Regions from separate parts of the Columba livia genome. Here region 2 is linked to region 1. The links are chromatin contacts, called in public Hi-C maps. All regions are on one chromosome and are shown on one strand. The core of a region is the stretch at or near the end of the contact, and the rest is flanking DNA. Distances in the headings are between cores, read along the strand shown. Region 1 has its middle 21 kb from the start of MGME1. Region 2 has its middle 5.9 kb from the start of DSTN.

What was found. Hi-C and Micro-C count contacts between places; a contact is called where the count stands out from the background.
Region 2: a Hi-C map of liver shows a contact between it and region 1, with 5 times the contacts expected there. The contact joins two enhancer-like sites. A contact is called at or near these places in 2 of 2 Hi-C or Micro-C datasets (crop and liver).

The regions. Positions count from the first base shown.
Region 1 is chr3:108,077,932-108,084,736 of bColLiv1.pat.W.v2, reverse strand. No RefSeq gene overlaps it. Among named protein-coding and RNA genes, the nearest start is that of MGME1, 21 kb to the right of the region's middle. Within about 2 kb of position 2,461, at least 1 of the 3 cell types and tissues checked has an H3K27ac peak away from gene starts, as active enhancers do.
Region 2 is chr3:108,187,884-108,194,062 of bColLiv1.pat.W.v2, reverse strand. No RefSeq gene overlaps it. Among named protein-coding and RNA genes, the nearest start is that of DSTN, 5.9 kb to the right of the region's middle. Within about 2 kb of position 4,637, at least 1 of the 3 cell types and tissues checked has an H3K27ac peak away from gene starts, as active enhancers do.

The DNA.
Region 1 (6,805 bases), core at 1,212-3,711:
TTAATTCCTCCCTTTTGTTTTTCATTTTACACACACACACACAAGGGACAGGAAAAGGTTTTTTTCACATCAGTGACCGGTCTCTGTGTCATTTAGCATGTTTTACAGACCATAGGACTAGAAACACGGGGAGGACCAGGCATCCTTAATGAAACCCAGCCAGGCCTATGCCATTGGGCCAAACTGCACCAGTCCAGACTCAGAATGCAACCCCCAGGGTTGATGCAGGCTTTCTGCAACAGATGGATGCAAAGCCTAAAAAGCCCAGTCTCACATCAGGGCAGAAGAAGCATTTCACATCAAGGTAAAGACATTTAAAACACACATCATCAGCTATCAATGGGAAAACAAAGCAGCACAGAGGGTGGGATTTTACTTGTGCAAATATACCTAGGGCGAGTTGGTACAGAAAGGAGGAGGTGGCACTCTATGGTCAGTCAGAGAAGGAAAACGTGGATCAGGTTACTACCTGTTGACTCCAGACAGATGTCACAACCCACTGTACTCAGGGCTGGGCAAACACAGCCAGAGAGCCTTATCAGTGTAAATGAGTCTTGCATTCATCCAAGTCAACACAATGATGCCAGGTTACATCAGAAGACACTCTCCCAGTATGAGAAGAAAGTGCAAGAGGGTTGTTTGCACTGGGATTGCATCATTCTGCACTGTATAAAAGCTGGGCTATGGCAAGTCTGGAAACAGCTGCCAGGGAAATCCTGGAGTAGCTTCAGGGAGGATCCAGGAGTATAACCACCACAACCAGAGCCCTGGAATTTTGATGCTGTTCCCATCACACTGGGTGCAAAAGGTGCCTCAAATCCACCCACACCATCCATATGAGCAACTCCAAAGAGGTATCCCCAGAGGCCTCGCTGTTGATTTAACAGCATACAGCATTATGAACAATACAGCTCAGTTAGACACAAAGGAAGTACCACGCCATATTAAAAGCAACAACAACTGGTGTACAATGAGAAGGTGAAGAGCAGAGGTCCCTTTCCTCTCCAGCCAAGACACCTTCCATAACACCATGGTCTACAGGCAGGAGTATCCACTGTAGCCTTGAAACAGCAAGTTCAGATTCATGAGCATCTGCACAAAAACTTGGCCCAGAAAACATTGCTAAGCAGAGGTTAAAGCTCAGAGTTGGACATGGCCTTCTTGGTTTCTGTTCAGTATCTAACACAATTCAGGACTGCAACAGCATGAACAGACAGGACAGCAATGGGACAGAACCAGACAGCTGACAAATGTATCTCTGAAGGAAGAGAAAGTCCTGATCCAGTGGTCCATCTACAGGTGATCAATAACCACTGGTGTGCATCAGCAGTAATCTGCTCTTTTAGCCTCTGAAGCAGATCATAGGTAAGAAGGACAAGTACTGATGATGGGGTAGGTATTCATACCAGCAGCAACCAAGCAGTTCAATTTTTATACAACTTGATGCAGTTAACAGTGATAGTTTGACAAAGCTGATTAACCTACCACAGGCTTGTCTGGTCTCAACTCCTAAGGGAACTGAGTCTGCTTGCAGACCCTGTAGTGGAAAGATGGCACCAACACATCCTGGAAGAGCTTCCTCAAATCTCATCTCTTCCCTATCTCATCAGGATAGCCCTGCTCTAAGCACCTAGGTGTTTGCAGGAACAGATAACCAGCTGCTAGAGTTGCACATATAGCCTGAGACACTGTTCCTACCTCCAGCAATAGCAGCCAGGATACATCTCAGATCGCCAGGCAGAGAACACAGACCCACCACAGCAGAGATGCCCCCTGCTCTAAGAGGTCCAAGGGAGGAAAACACAGAGACCTTCCTCTGCAAACAGGAGAGAGAACAGAAATAAGAGGAGCTGAAGAGTTATAAGGAGAGGCAGATACTGTAAATTTGCTAAGTATCTTACTCCCAAGCAAAAAATCTCTCCTGCTTCTCACATTAATCAGGGCACTTAAAACTAGTCTTGACCAGCTGCTCCCACTTCCTTTGTCCAGCTCTTCTTCAAATGCACAAGCAGCGCACTGAGAAACAGAGCAAATGTGTGCAAAGATAGGCAGACAAAAATCAAGACTTTGGAAAACCCTCCGTAGAAGTAAGCACCCCTCTCCCAGCACAGAGGCAGCTGTGCTTTACAGTAGGACAGTTTCCAGTGTTTTCCCTTCTCTGTGCAGACAAGGGATTTCCTGTCCTCCATGGCAACAACCTCACATTTACTGAAGGAGGCTGTGCCAATAATCTCCACAGCAGAATGAAAAATTTTAAAGTGGCACTGCCTGTTAACTCAGGGTTTCAATTAGCTGATGTTTACCGCACCCATGATCCAAAACCACTTCGCTGCTCCCCTTAAAAGGTTTGTGAGTGGGGGTAAATTTCCAGTGCTGCACTCCCCACACAAGGAGAGTTATTATTTTCTTAAACACTAAGGGATAGAAATCTTTCTGAAGAAGTTGCCACCAACACTTCCCAGCAACAGCTGTCTGTGCACCTTCTGAAGGACAAACTTTTATAAAAAGTAACAGTCCCCAGTTCAAAGGTGGTCCCCATCATGCAGACAGCCCTGAATTTAGATGGCCCACTACAGGTTCAGAAGTAACAACTGCCACTCTCTCCTGGAAGGGAAGCACTTACTGGACCAGTGCTGGTCCAATGGTTTCAAAACAATTGGGCTAAGCTAAGCCTCCCCAGCAAGGTCTCTTCTGCATCCCCTTTGAGTCACCCTTGCACAGGCCTGCATGCTTCTCCGCTCCAGGAACACAGATTCAGTGCACTGACTTGGCAGAGCCTGTTTTTGTTTTGGCCTATCTCCATTTTGGCCCATCTCATGCCATTTTAGTGAGTTACATCAGCTTGGCACGAAGCCACACAAACATAAGGACCGGGCCAAGGGATGCAATAGGAACAAAACAGGAAGGGAAGTGAGGCCATCCCCTTTCAGTGGCACCCATCGCTGTCTCAAATTTAAGTAGACTAACTTTACTAGAACATCTCTGCTAACCTGCTCATTAACCTCTTAGGCCTAACAAGGTTTTGTTTAACGAAATTTTCAAAGACAAGGAAATCGAGAAAGAGCTAGAAGCCCTTGACTAAATTAGGCCAAAAATATACCTTGGGTTTGGTATGAGATACAGGTACAATCTAAACCCATGCTGTTTTATGGAACCAGGCTTTTATCTTTTTTCTTCCCTTTAAAACTTTCCCAGAGAGCAAGCAGAACAAGCTTGATCCAAACTAAACCAGACACAAAAAAAGCAGCATGTCATTTTCAAAGCAGGTAGTAGGCTAGCATTAAACAGGAACCTTAAAATTCTTTTAATCCTTGTTTTACACTAGTGAATCAGACTCTCTGGGGCATTTTCCCCATACAGAACAGGCTTAGGAAAGTTTTTAAGTAAGAGCAAAGCAACATTATACTCAAGAAACAGAAAGGGAATGAGAATCCCTTTAATCACGGAGAAGATTGACAGCCTTACCTATAACAGGTTAAGGTGCTGGAAGCAGCTGAGTACACACAACCCGTACACTACACTCTACACCTGAGTGCTGACAAGAAGCTAAAGTATCAGCAGACAACACTCACAATACATTTCCACCTTCCTAGAACTCCACTATCCTCTCTTGCAGAAAGTGACCTTGCAATTCCACTGCCAAGCAAAACAGACCCATGGAAGAGTGCACTAAAAGTCATTGAAACCAACAGGTTTCACTGCATTGGAGCACAGACAGAACACACACATCAGCAGTTACCACATCTGCACAGAAGAGCAGTCAACTGCAGCCACACTAAAGTCACAAGCACTCATTCGACCACTTCCAACAGCAGCACATCAAGACAGCAGGAGCCATGGAGTGGAGTTTCAATTCCAAGTTAAATTTCTGGTTCTGACAAAAACTCCCTGTGGAACAACAGGCAAGTCACCTTTTCCCAAATCCCCTTCCCTGAAAAATAGGCAACCATCCTTGCTTGTCTGTTCAAGTTACAAAGCAGTCCTAGCTGTGATTATTTTTAGCACACTAGCACAAAACCCAGCTGAGCTGGACTTTGATCTCATCTGAGCCTTCTCATTGGCTTCACAATATAAAAAGTAAACAAAAGGCAAGGCTGAGCCCACACCAGAGCTTGACCACTGGACAGCATTTTGATAGCAGATGAACCACAATTTTCAGAAAACAGTGAGCTGCAGGTCCAAAGCTGGAGCCAGGCAACAATCTGATGGATTAAAACAGATCACCAGTGCCTGTATTCATTCATCGGTGACCAGTGAGCTACAAACAGATTTCAAATCCATTTCAGATATCCCACTGTCACTAAGTGATAATGCAGGTGTTTAAAAGCACAAGTTGAAATAATTCATTACTGCTCTCTCAGACACAGCAGCAAGTGCTGGGACAGCAGGAAAGTACTGAAAGCTACATCCAAGAATGGGAACTCTGCAGAGCTCTTTGCTTCACAGCACAAACAAGCAGCTCCTCCCAATCTTTTGGGAGTGACTGCAAGTTCCAGAAACTATTAATACCTACTGAGAAAACCTTCCCAACTCCATATTTTGAGAAATCCATGTATGCTGCTACCAGTAATCATCCCAAGATTAGTCAGACTGCAGCTGAATTTCTGTTCCCAGTCAGGCCAGGGTATTCAGTGGCATTTCTCAGGCCTGTGAAGCCAGTCATAGCTGCAGAACCACTGGGGGAAGCATAGACCCAGCAACAATTAGCACGAAGAGTCCATGCTCACAGCTCTTCCAGGCCTTCTGTATCCCAAAAGCACAGGTACTGTCTTCTGCTTGGTTTACCAGCCTTACCATCAGCAATGTGTCTTCTTAGAACTATGAGCAATTGCATAAACCAGAGCTAACCCAACTATTTCTTGAAGCACACTTGACCCTTAATCATTCCCTTCCTATGGCTACAAAACCCTGCCTTATTGCACCACCTGGAATCACAATCTTGTACAACAGGACACATTTATGAGCTTCTTGTATGGAACCAGGTTGATTTCCATCTGCAGTTTTCCAATATCCAGATACTGCCAACTCCTTAAGTACAACCACCACCTGTTTTACCCACCCCACAGATGCTGACACTTCAATATGCCTGACTCTCTGTAAACACCATACCAGTGCTGCAGCATTCTGCATACAGCTGTCCTGCTGCTAATCTCTCCTGGGTTTACACCATGATCCAGATCCACTGCTCTATGCCCATGTTAACTGTTAGCTCTGCTCCACTGGGAACAGCCAGCCAGACACCTGCAGCACCCTATAGCTCATTTCTAGCCCACCTTGTCTGCGCCATCCCAAGAGTCATCATTGCTTCTCTGCAAGCAGAATTGTGCTACTGTTGTCCAGAGACACAAACCACCTCCTTACTCTCTAATGCTCAGCAGACAGCTGCATACCTAAGGATTCATGTTTCTATTGGGAGGACAAATAACATCTGCTCATCCCCAAGATGGAAGAGAAAAAAATAGAATCCAAACTTACTATCTATCCTGTAACACTACAGATAGTCCAGCAGCTACATGGCACTACAAATATTCCCCTTTGGAAAGCAGTTTCTCTATGCTTTCTCCCATAACACAAACCACAAGCATGACACCAACATACAAGGGGATGCAGCTCTGCTATCAGCTGTGTTAAAAGAATGTGTCCTTAGTTCCAGCCTGGAGATTTGTACCTGCCAAGCTGCTACTGGGAGAACCCCTAGTCCATTTCAGGCAAAACAAGATGGATTAGCAGAGACCTGCTGTTTAAACTCTTGGGGGGAACATGGCTGGCAGGGGTTGTGTATAACTAACCCAAGTACTTGCACTGCAGGCCAGCAGCACACTTACCTCCAGGCAGTAGCAGTATCTGCCTTTATCAACAACACTAGAACTGGATGTTTAACAAACCTTAGTAAACTTGACAAAACATTAGTTTTCCCTCTGACCTCATTCAAATGGACAGAAAGGAGACGATGTGAAAAGCCACATACCACAGTTACCATCTCAATGATAAGGCTTGTGCCTGTTCTCCAAAGCCAATTTGCAATCCATAAACTGGAGCAACAAGTTGTACAGGTAAACTGCTTTAGAGACATGATCATGACATATACACTAGAATCAATCCTTGTTTGGAACATCTATGAAACTCTGCTCTTATTCCACCTCTGAAACAGTTTTTTAAATTACATCAGCAATATTTCTAAAAACTTATTTTCACATTGATGATAACCTGCTTTATCACACTGACTTGCCTGTGGCAATCTTTGTTCTGCTAAGGCTTTATTCAAGACTCTGCTAAAAGGAAAGTCAACTCCAGTCACACCACATTTAAAGAAAGATTTCTGTCCTTCCTTATAAGCAGACTGCTCACATATGCACTCAGTTTCTCCTATAGATCAACACAAATCCAGCTGCCAGGTAAGAAATTACAGTATGCAGCAGGATTTCCTGTACTTCCTTACAGCACAGTGAGGGTAAATGTTGTGCAATTAGTTACCAGCAGCTGTCCCAGCCTGCCACCCACTGGTGATTAGAAGTTTTAGTCACAAGATACTAACCAAGACTTGGATACTCTTACTCAGATGCTTTTAGATGGGTATGGCTTGCTGACCTATATCCACATACATGAAATGACAGCCAGCCTGCAGAAAGATGAGCCTGGGATTTATAGGCGGAGTTGCATCAGTTACGAAGATGTACACCCAGTTTGCCAAAGTTTAAAATGATTTCTCTTATATAAGACTGGAAATGGCTGGGCTTCCAGAAGCCCTGAAGTCTTAAACAGTTCCTTTATGCTAGCAGGAGGTGTAGAGATTGACAAAATATGA
Region 2 (6,179 bases), core at 3,388-5,887, 110 kb before region 1:
CACCCACTCACTGTGGTTTCTCTCACTAGCCAGCCTCAATATTCCTAGCCTCAATATTCCCCCTTTCACATGAAGCCTGCATTGAGAGGGCAAAACTCATCCAAGCACTAAAAGAATAATATTTTTTTTAAAGGCAGAGCAAGCACCACAGAATTCAGCCCTTACTACAAGAGCTGGGACGTGGTGGAGACTGAGGGACTGTTTTGCCATGTTGGCCACTCTTTCCTCACCATTGGAGTGGTGTGAAGGATGGGAGCTCTCTGGTGGCAAAACGTGAATTTGCAAAGATGGACTCTCAGTGGCCTCATTGCTTTTCCCTGCTCACATGGAAGGCACAAGAACACAACAGAAAACCAGTCTTGTGCTGCCCTCCCCTAGAGGAGATCCAACCAAAGCACTGCTCTCCAGAGAGCAGTCAGTCCTAACCACTGACAAGATGCTTCTTTGTGCAGGAGTGTCTATTTCAGAGCCTGGTGCAACTCCAAGCTCACAGGCTGCCCCTCACCACCCTGCAGCCCTTTCTTCAGCATGAGCTGTGCTGGGACTCATTCACCAGCGAGGAGGTACCTGCATTTTGTTACACGACAAAAGCAAAAGTGCACCAGATAGATGAGTGTTTGTAAGGGCTGGTGTGGCTCCAGTCCAAAGAAAAAAAGGGACAGCACTGGCCTGAGAACTTGAGGCACAGGTGAGAGAACAAGAAAGCTGATGGGAAGCCAACAGCAAAATGAAAGGGAAGTGCTTGAGATTGGTCTGCTTGGAGAAACGCCAGGAGTGGTGTAACCTGCCAACCTAGGGGAGAAACACCTCAATCCTCACCATCCAGGTTTCACAAGACCCCAAAACAGAAGCAAGACCCAGCCAAAAAAAGGAGAATTGGGTGAGAAAGAGCTTGGACTGCCACAATTTTCACAAAACATCAGGCCTTCACTTTTAACTACCTGATTTTTGGCACTGCCTTCTTGGGGAACAGTCAAGCCCAAGCATCCAGTAGCCCTCAAACAGCTGGGATCTCAGGGGATCTGGAAAGACAAACCACCCCATCTCATACAGACAGCTCAAATGCTCAGCTTACTCCTTAAGGCCTACCTTTGACACCTGGTTCTCAGCTGTGTGCCACTGCTCCTCACTGCCTGGAGATCAGCATACTTGCAATCTGGACACATCTGGCATTTCTGTCTGGTCCCTTCAAGGGACCTGGAAAAGAGATAGCAGTGACATGCCACCAGTCCTTGCTGGCATGTGCTCTGAGCCACAAGCCCCAGTACACAGATGAACGAGGCCCATGTAACCTCGTACAGTTGTTCCCACCTCCTGGCCCAGGGCAAAAGCCTCCTGCCAGCCCGTCCCTCCACAGGGTGTACTGAACACTAGAACTCTTCACGGGTTCAAATGGTGATGAGTCAAAATCAGGAAGGATAAAATCCACAGAAAGTTATTCAAAACAGAGGCATGATGTCAAACTCATGTTGTACCTGACTGCACATTAGAGGCTGTCAGACTATCAAGCTGATCTCCTGCTGCCAGCTCACTGCTTTCATCCATCCTTCCCAGGCATGTGCTGCTGGAAGAGGACACTAGGCTAGACAGAGCTCTGATCTGACCTAGGACAAGTCTAGTGGGAGCAGAGCCTGTCCTTGGGCAATTCTCTCTGCAACTCTATTATACTCCTTCCCAGACTGAGAGACTGCACTGTGCTCCAGGAACCACCCAGAGCTGGCCAAGTTTGTCAGCTTAAGCCTCTCTACAAGACGTAGTTGCAGCTGTTGGGGAGAAACAAGAACATCAGGCCGAGAAGGGAAGCCACAGAGGGGCTTAATGCTGCAGAGAGAGAAGAGAGGGAGAAAAAAATAATAATAAAAAAAAAAAAGGTGGGAAACCACTAGTTTGTACCTAGCTGAGAAAGTCCGGACTGCTCTCCCACGGATGTGCGGACAAACTCCTTCCGCGCCACCAGATGGTGCCCTGCCTTCAGCCACCAGCAAGCAGCTGGCCTGGCAGGGGACAACAGCTCTCACTCTCCCACTCCGCCTGCATTTGATGGGCACTATCGTCAAAACTGCGGGCAGAGGGAAGCACCAGCCCTGCTTTGCCCCAGGGCTCGGTCTCTCCAGCAGGACATCTGACGGCTGCCCAGCCACCTACCCCCTGAACCAGGGTGAGGCTGAGTTTGAATTTGGGACCCAGAGATTCAGGAACCAGGAGAGAAGGGTAAAATCAACTGCCTGCCCAGAGGTGAGCCCCCTGGAGCTGGAGCCAAGGTCAGAAGTACCTTTATGGCATTGTGATAGCAAAAGTATCATAGGTTGGGAGGAAGATTACCATGAAGGGGGAAGCACTGTCCAGGAGTTATGTTTTGGTTACATTCAAGTCTTTTTGATCTAGTGGAAGTGGCAGAGACCTGGGGAAGGATTGCAGGGTACCTGCACGAGGGAAAAGTTGCTCTGGCAACTGGCAATCTGGCCAGATTCAACCCATGCACCATCAACTTGCAAACTATGCTTCCTGGCCTCCTTCAGAAACACAGCTGCAGTCATGCTCCTTGCCAGCGCCCACGTAGGGCTTGTTGGGTGACTACGTATGAGGAGATCTGAGCTGTGCTACTCAGGCAATGCAGTGGCTCAGAAAAACACCATTGGTTGTTGAAGGCTAGAAACACACAGGCTTGCCAAGCTGGTTCATCTCCCCAGACCAGCTAGCATTCCTCCAGTAAGTGCGAGAGGCGAGCCAGCACACCGAGCACAGGCCACCATCATAGATCCAGATGCAGAACAGGCAGATCTAAAGAGGGTGGTGGGAAATGGCTGCTCCACTCACACTACCCTGTTTGTCAGTGGAGACCTTCCCACAGCTACTTCCTTGAACAAAACCAACCACAAAGGAATATATAGCTCACCATGGCCCAGCTATCAGACCAGCTGACTAGCAGAGCTACAGCTATGAAGCCACTCTTGACCCACATATGAATACCACATCCTGAAGGTCAAAGCTACCCACAACATAGAAAGAAGAGAGACCAGGGATACAGCCAGAGGTTTCCATCTATGGCTGCGTGCTGTCTGCCTGCACACTTGCAGAAAATGCAGCTAGACCCCCCTCTTTTTCCAGTTTGCATCTCTGCAATATCCTCCTACTTGTCTGACAAACACCACCTCACCTCACAGAGTCCACATGGCAGAAGCGGCAGGAGTGTTGTCTAATGCACGTGAGGCAGGTTCACCAGGAAAGCAAGACCCTTTTTAAGACTACCCAATATATTGAAAGACAAAATAATAAGCAAGCACAACCTGGCATGGTTGCTCTCCCTAGGAACCACCCAGGCTATGGGCAGATTTGTCCTGCTGCTCACCCCAGTTGTGTTTCACAGGCACTGGCAGTGCTGTGGCTTCTCACCACTATCACAGTAGCCAGGGCTGTGCTTCAGAAACAAGTGTTTACTTCTCCATACCTGCCTCTGCATCTCGGGCCTCCAGTAACCTCCCTAAATTCTCAGAGCACCCCCATCGTACACCATCACATTCACAGAAAACACATTTAGTGCCACTTCATTATTTTTTGACAGTTTTAAAGGGGCTTTCACTACCCTCTAGCAAATCCTTCCCAGCTATCAGGCTGCTGTTGATGAACACGTGTCATGCTGACTAATATGGTCTCATTGCTTCCTTTTTCATTACCCCATGCATTTCTTATCTTATGGTTAGACAGTAAGCAGATTAGGGCGGGGATTTTCCAGTCTATGCCTGTATAGCACCTTGTATGATTGGTGATACATGCATTAGGGCTAATTCACATGCCATCTAATCTTACCCTCAGAAGCCCTCCTTATAATGAATTCCAAATTTTAACCACCCCAGTAACAACAGGCAAGCTCCCTCCATTCCTTAGAGCTAAACTTAGACAGGTTTAACAAGTGGTCACAGCCTCAACAAACACAAACAGGCCTGGAGTTTGCAAGCTACAAAAAACAGCTGTCCTGCACAAGCAACTCACCATCAAAAGGTTTCTTCATTATTCTGATTCAGCTAAGTGCAAACCCTATACTGAAAAAAACAACCTGCTACACTAACATTCTGTCTGGGTTGCAGTGTGAGAGGAGTGGGGTTTAATTTAGTCAGGAAATAAAAAATTATTAATGGCATTGCAGATGAATCTCAGCAGCAACCACCTCCACACCTGAAACAAAGCCCACTTAAGCCACAAGTGCTTATTCTCTAAGAAATTCATGCAGCCATGCCACATTTGATGTAGCAGCATTATCATCTTCCATGTGCAGAGAAGAGATGGCCTGAAGGTTAGGGTGTTACCCTGTAAAGACAGTGAAGACTTACCACAGATTTCCTGCTCGAGGCTGGGAGAGTCATGCAGCTTCTCTCAGCCCAGCCCTTCCCCTCTATAAAACTGGGCTGCACACACAGCCTTGTCTCACAGCAAAAGCTCCGGAGTGTAACCACGCTAAACACTGCAAAGCATTTGGGTAACACAGCCAGAGATGCTGCTTAAATCTTTACCCACTGATAAGAGAAGTTCAAGGCCTCAACAAGTGCACTCAACATGAGCCTCCCTTCTCAGACCAAGGGGGATTTCAGATCCAATTCACATCTATGCAGGGAAACCAACACATCATTGTTAAGTTTTGCTTGTTGCCTATTTTGAGGATGCAAGTGAGAATTGAGTGGCTAGTCCTTACGCTGATTCTGGGGCAGGTGAGGCTGGATGCGTTTCATTCTCATCATACAAGGTACTTCAGGCAGACACTTTACTGACAACAAAAGCAAAGGAAAACAAAAAAAAAAGGAAAAAAATAAACAAGGCAGGTAGGAGAGTTGCTTGATGACATTCTTGCATATTTAAATTGTCGTGGGGCTGTTCCATTCCTAAGCTACCTTGTGTATTCTCTCCTTCCTCCTTCTAGTGGTGAAAATGCCCCAGGGCATCAGGCTACCTTCCCAGTCATACTCAATCCAGAATGGTTCTGATGGGGCTGGTAAAATTAGCCAGGTTTTACAGCAGTAAGCAGAGTCAGATTTTGGTCAGGTTGGTCTTAGCCTGCAGAATTTTTACCATACAAGAATTAAAAGGTCTGCAACCTGCAGCAATTGTGGGAGTTGAGAGCAAATTAAAATGAGTTCTGGCATTCATCCTTAGCAATTTAGGACAGACTTTTCAGTACTGTAAAAATAGCACGTGTTTATAAGCAACATCCAGCTCTGATCTCCACTAAATCTCAAACTGTATTATAGAAAAGACAGTAACAATGTCAGCACTTCACAAATTGGAAACTAAGGCAAAGGGGGGAAACAGCTTTCCCAGCCTCACCCCACAGGCTAGGGCAGTGGTCTGGGCCCAAATCCAGGCTCCTGGTTCCTGCATGCTGCCTGCTGGCCATACCACCTCCTCAGAAAAGGAACAGAGCATCACAGCAGTTTCTGGGAATCACCTTTGGGTTCTCCTCCTCCTCCAAAATTTCCCTTTACATTTTTACTCCAATGCATCTACTAAGCAGAATGTTTCATCAATGCACGGCAATGGGCTTCTCATGGCTTTGTTTCTGACGGTGAAATAGCTATGACTGTAAGGTTTACAGAGACTTTCTGTTCCTGTCTAAAATTATCTTTGCTGAGACTTGTGATGCCAAGAGCACAGAGCCAATATTGCATAAGCCCTGAGAAAAACAGACTACATTTCAGGCACATTCAGATAGCAAGGTTACAGGAACATCCATCAGCCACAACCAAAGCTAAGGGCCACCACCACATCAGGCTGCGCAGAAGGGAATGCTGCCTGTTTCTTTGCTGCATGAGAGAGCACAAAGTCAGGGCCTGATGCTTCCATCTGGGTGTTCTGCAGTCATGTTGTGTTTGTCCAGCCAAAGAGGAGTCTCTGCAATCCCTGCTCAAACTGCAAGATCAGGGCAAGATCAGGGCAAAAGGATGTGAAAAGACAGCAGGTGGATGCAGACAGATGAGGGAAGTGGAAGCTAACAGGGAGGCAACAGCAATTAGAATAAGAAGTGGCAGGCTAAGCTCACCAGCTGCTTTGCCAATTGTCTGCCTCTGTGATTCCCAACAGCAAAGAAGCAATTTGCCTAAGAGCACAGTCAGTAGCTAAAACTGCCCCTCAGAACTTAAAGTATTGGAAAAAAAAATATAGATTTCCATGGTGCAAAGCAAGGCTTGCTG